Regions from separate parts of the Sus scrofa genome. Here region 2 is linked to region 1. A link is a contact called in public Hi-C data. All regions are on one chromosome and are shown on one strand. Each heading gives the region's core, a stretch centred on a gene start, on an enhancer-like site or on the middle of the called end of the contact. The rest is flanking DNA. Distances are from core to core; before and after follow the strand shown.

Region 1 (2,741 bases), core at 149-2,648:
ATTTCTATGCACACCTACTAGGCGCTATGGAATGGGGAAGTTTCAGAAAAAGAAACTAAATTCTCATACACTGTGCTATGTTCAAAGCCTGAGATGATGTCCTGACTTTATGTGAAAATTTTACAGTATTTTTCATCATTTGGGGTCTTTTCTCATCAAAGAATGCTGGAAAGTAATGTATTAAAATGTATACAACACCCCGGATATTTGGTATTCAGAGAAATTCTAATGTAGACACACAGCTACTCAGCCTTTTCGAACACTTGGGTGACACACAGCACATGGAATATCAGGTCACCTATTTTTCTAATGTTTATATTTAGAAAGAGTCATGTCAAATTCCAAATCACATCCCAAATCACTTGGGCCAAGACGGTTAATACTTTTGGAATTCTGACTAACAGCAAGGAAATCATCCCTTTACTGGCAGTTATGACTTTGCCCCCAAAAAAGGTGACCAAAAGTTTTCAGAATGAATTTATTGTTTTGTTTTTCTAGGGAAATTCAGGAAGTTGCCGGGAACACCTAGGAGGAAGCCGCACTTGTTTGCAGAACAGAAATGTGTACCTTCAAGGACAAGTCCACATGGCCATGCAAACTACCTTTTTTGTTTGTTTTTTTGAGCAGGTGCAGGGGGAAGAAGGGAGTTATATGCTTTTTAAGAGGCCACATCTTGCTAAAACCAGTGCCATGATCCTTTCATTTACAACAGAGCTGAGAATGAGAACATTCAATGTCCCCTTTATAACCCAAGTTCACCAGACTGTCAGCTGAAAAATGCTCTGTTCATACAGGGCCGGTTTCGACACAAAGGAAGCAAAGATGTATAAATTCACGAGAACATCTTAGATAATGATTTATAATCTCAACTGATTTCCTTTTACACAAGAGGAGAAAATGTGGAATAATATATAAGGAAATGAATCTTACTTGACCAGCCCTAGTTTCTTAACCTCGGCACTACTGATACTTTGTGCCAGATACGTCTTTGTTGTAGGGTTGTGCCATGCACTTTGGATGTCTAGCTGCATCCCTAACCCTCACCTGCTCACCTCAGATGTCAGGGGAATCTCCCTTCAGTCATGACAACCAAAATTGTCCCCAGACATTGCCAGATGTCCCCTGGGGGGAGGGGAGGTGTCAAACTGTCCCCAGTGGAAAAGCACCGTACTAAACTAAGACAGACTTCTAGCTGTTACAGCCAAGATAGTTATCTGGAAATAAACCAGCTTTCCTGGAAAGAAGCTGATGTGTTATCCCTTCTACATAGTTAGCATTTCAGAACTGAAAAAAGGGTAGCAATGCTTTCCCTTTTCTGAACACAAGGTCAGACAACCAGGAGCAGGGAATTCTTCCCTGTACCTTGTGTGTGCTCCCCCAGCAGTCAGATTTTCTAACTTCCTCAGTAAGGGAGACATGGTAACAGGAAACTACAGTTTCCGCTCTTTCCAGAAAGTGATTAATGTTTACGTTTAGAAAGAGGCATGTTTTCAAAGTCCTGGAGACTGTTCTCATACAAACACATCCCTGAAAAAAACATTACATTTGTATACTAAAGTGGACTTTACACATAAAAAGATTTGCATGTCATGTCAATGGGGTACACCCCAATCTAGTTCCTCTTCCATAGGGACCCTTCCCAGATGTGCCTTGGAAATCACCCAGGAGGATGGACCAAGGGGCCCTCCAGGGCCCAACAGTCCAACGTTTTCAGAAAACTTGGCTTGGCCTGCCTTGCTTGTTTGGCTTGTTCCAAACAACAAGAATGTTCTTTCAACCAAGACATCCCCAAGCAGGCCTCTCCCTTCTCCGGTCTGTTGAGTACTGACCACAGCTGAGAGGATGTGAGGGCCACTGCCCTCCCCAGGCAAAGGGAACTGTCCACCATTGCAAACCCTTTCACAGAGGGTAGAGGAAATGAGTCACCTGGCAAGGATCTCTCTGTGCAATGCCTTGCTCCAAAAAGGTGTCTAGCCCCTGTGGGGCCCTGGCTTCTGGAAGCAAGCACAGGATGTGAAAGAAGCTGGAATGCATCTCTTCCAACATGCAAACAGTGGGGGACTCTGCTGTGCAGCCCCTGGACAGGTGAGAGGTACAGCCTTTATGAGACAGCTGAACAATGACCCACCCAACTTGTCTACTTCTAAGCAGACCCCATTAAGTCTCAGGCACTTGGCTTGACTACTCCCTGGATCAAAGTTAAATGGAATTAGCCAACAAGCTTCTTTTGAGAGCGAGAGACAGGCACATGGGCTGACTCACCTTCCAGAAGTTATCCACTTTGCCATACACAAGGGACTGGTTCTGCCTCTTGATTTCATTAATGTGGTGGATGTCGCTGGAGTTCAGGTGCTGTTCGACCACAAACCCCAGGAAGCTGTTGTCTGGGGTATGAGCTGGTGTGGAAAGAACAGCACAGGACAGTTAAGATTCAATCAGTCAGAAGACATGACAACTACAAATTTAATGCCAGCCAACTTGCACAGAATTAAATGCTTTCATTTCACCTTGTTCTTTCTTACCTAGAGGGGCGAGGGGTGGCTCACTCCCACACAGCCCCGGCTAAACCTGCACAGGAGAACAAGTCTCTCCAGGATGGATTAACCCAAATCCAATCCTGCTTTTTTTTCAGTAGAAAGGACAACTATTTAAAAACTATTCACCTGGGTTCTCCCCTCCTTCCTGTTTCCCCAGCTACAAGGCTGCTATCTCCTGACAGAAATGCCCTCCTGCAGGTTTTA
Region 2 (2,741 bases), core at 130-2,629, 220 kb after region 1:
AGCATGATAAGAAATGAGAACTCATCTGTGATACAGCTCTCACGTTATAAATGTCAATGACAGCCAGTCTGCTGCATTGGGAACTCTTCCAACAGGTTGACACCAGCCCAACTCCAGGGCTCTGGAGGAGGTTGACAGACAGCTGCTCTTTCAGTAGTTATTTCGAAAGGAGCCAAAATGCCCTTCCAAAGACAGCTAGGTATGGCACACTGAAGGGGGAAGGTGACCTCTCTGGCAAAAGTTAGGCACAGCCCAGGAGTGCCACATGATGCCAGCACGTCTGCCTGCTCCACAAAGACTATCAACCCCACACAGTGCAAGGAAAAAAAAAAAAATACAGCATAGGAGAGGCAGAAAGACATTCATCCTTTCCGGAGCATAAGACATCACACCTGAGCACGAGGAGATGCAGACCTTGCTCTGAGTCTCCAGGACACCAGCTGGCCACAGCCACAGCTGCTATGCCTGGCAACTCTTGGAGGGCAGTGAACGGACTTTCCTATCTGTCAACAGTACACGAGCTTCACAAAAGAACCTTGAGGACGGATTATTCAACTGTCTGGACCCTGAAATGAAGCCCATGCCATGGAAGTCATATGTGCGATGTGGGAGTGGGGATGTATATATGATAGATTAAATATGCTTGTTCCAGGGGGGAAAAATGTAATTATAATGTATACATGTAAGGATAACCTGACCCCCTTACTGTACAGTGGGAAAATTTAAAAAAATTTAAAAAATTAAAAAAAAGAAAAAAAAATATGCTTGTTCCATCTCAGACAGAAGTCCCATGTCTTTAGAGATGCAAAATCTCTTTGAGGGTCTCAAAGGAACACTTCTTGTTTCTCCCATCAGACAAACTCTCAAGGTGACAACAAGAGAGAAGCCTCTGATAAAAGTCACATGGTCAGGTGATTTTCGACTTCTAACTAAGGATTTTTTTCACATCAGACATTCATCTGCTTGTGAGTTGCTGGGGTGAGTTTTTTTCCCTGTGATGTTTTTAGAGACAAAGTTTGTTCAAAGACCCACACACATAAAAGAAACAAGAATTATGAATGTTTAATGTTTCATTCCACTGGCCCCATAACCTTCACACCCAAATCCTATCTGCCTAGAAAATCCAAATATTCTGCTCCCAAGCTGAATGTCTAATTTTACCAAGGTGACTCTCAAAGGTAGCTTGGACAGTGGTTTTAAGCATTAAAGACTATTCACACAGTTAAACAAGTCAGTACTTAGCACACTGCTTCCTCCAAAATGCATGTTCATAAATGATGGCTTAGGAAAATGTACTCCGTGAACAACAGTTCTTTGATGGGGACACAGTTCAGAGATTGTGCAGTCATTATGAGTCACCCGCTCCAGTTTATTGGCTTTGCTTACGTTCACATCCTGATCCTCTGTGTCAGGTCTGGACCGAGCTGTTCTGAAAGGGCCAGCCCTTCTACCCAAGAGTAATTGGCCATGATCCAGCATACATTTATGTTTGATAAGGACTGAATAAAGGTAATAAATGGCTTTCTGCTGCACTCACTTTACTAATTCTAGAGAGATACAATATCCTCGCCCAATTAACCCAAAAGATCAGTTCCACCAGGCCTTAACCAGATAGCGAGAGACGTCCATTCCCTGAGGATTGAGTTGCACTGGTGGAGCAGCTCCCTGGCCTTTTGGGACTGTAGTGTATTTTTATGGTTCTAAATGCTAACATCCGACTCAACTACCCGGTCCTTTCCCTCATAAGGGTAAATACCCCAGGTCTGTGGTTAGCCCAGTTAAGTATTTGCTTACTACAGTACCTACATGGTCTAATAGCTCTGCCTCCAACAGCCCCCTTTAGTAATCACTTCTATAATCACAAGGACAAAGATATTTTTAAGTTTCTGCCCCTTAAGAACTTGATCAATTGCAAACAGATTTAACAAAGAGCTTCTATGAACTATGCCTTTCACATTTTGGAACCCAACTGCCTTTTAAAATATCTAAAAGTAGCTAGGTGAGAGGCCCTATCACTTCACAACACCCCAGGGCATTTGTCTAAAAAATTCTATTATCTCACTTTTTAGGATCCAAATCCATCCATTATTAGTTCAGCAGGAATAAGGCTACATTCGGCAAAGATGGAGCATCTACATAAAAAACTACTTTTTGTTCTGAGTCTCAGGAGGCATCAGACCAAAGCTTTTACCAATCCTAATGCTTTATGGACTAAACTACATGAATATATACACCCAGTCTCAAATATATGTATACACACAATTTTAAAAATACATAGCTCTATGACAAAAAAACCAAGGTGTTTGCAATATGATAAAGCCAACTGAATTACAAGCCTGTTCATTCAAACGTAACAGATTACTTGTAGCTACTTCACTTTGAAGAATAAGCAAACCAGAAAACCAGTATAAAGCCATTTTAGCAGTATATCTACCATGTGACTCCCCCCCCTCCCCTTTTTGGCACCTGTGGCATGCAGAATCCTGGGCCAGAAATCGAACCTGTGCAATCCAAGCTGCTGCAGCAACAATGCTGGATCCTTAACCCACTGTACCATAAGAGAATTCCTATGTGCTTCTGATATGGCTAATATTTTCCCTCTATAAAACTTCTTTATTAAAAAAAAAAAAGAAAAAGGGGGAGATGGGACATGTCCTTTTAACAGATACAGTGTTTCTGATATTCACGAAGCTCATGAGCAGAGAATTATAAAATTGAAAGAGAGCTCAGTAGAGGGGGAG

Evidence for each region. A called contact is a pair of places that touch in the nucleus more often than the background predicts.
Region 2: a contact with region 1 is called in a Hi-C map of embryonic fibroblasts, with 2.3 times the contacts expected there. The contact joins two enhancer-like sites. A contact is called at or near these places in 2 of 47 Hi-C or Micro-C datasets (embryonic fibroblasts and retroperitoneal adipose tissue) and 1 of 2 datasets of contacts at active chromatin or transcription factors (alveolar macrophages).

The regions. Positions count from the first base shown.
Region 1 is chr15:17,639,098-17,641,838 of Sscrofa11.1, forward strand. MGAT5 (alpha-1,6-mannosylglycoprotein 6-beta-N-acetylglucosaminyltransferase A) reads right to left here. Exons shown (of 17, transcript XM_021075187.1): 11 at 2,263-2,396. Among named protein-coding and RNA genes, the nearest start is that of MGAT5, 280 kb to the right of the region's middle. Within about 2 kb of position 1,399, at least 33 of the 83 cell types and tissues checked have an H3K27ac peak or open chromatin away from gene starts, as enhancers often do. A contact at or near this core is called in alveolar macrophages and embryonic fibroblasts, where this site is marked.
Region 2 is chr15:17,855,467-17,858,207 of Sscrofa11.1, forward strand. All of the region lies in intron 1 of MGAT5 (alpha-1,6-mannosylglycoprotein 6-beta-N-acetylglucosaminyltransferase A), which reads right to left. It also overlaps the pseudogene LOC100152750. Among named protein-coding and RNA genes, the nearest start is that of MGAT5, 62 kb to the right of the region's middle. Within about 2 kb of position 1,380, at least 23 of the 83 cell types and tissues checked have an H3K27ac peak or open chromatin away from gene starts, as enhancers often do. A contact at or near this core is called in alveolar macrophages and embryonic fibroblasts, where this site is marked.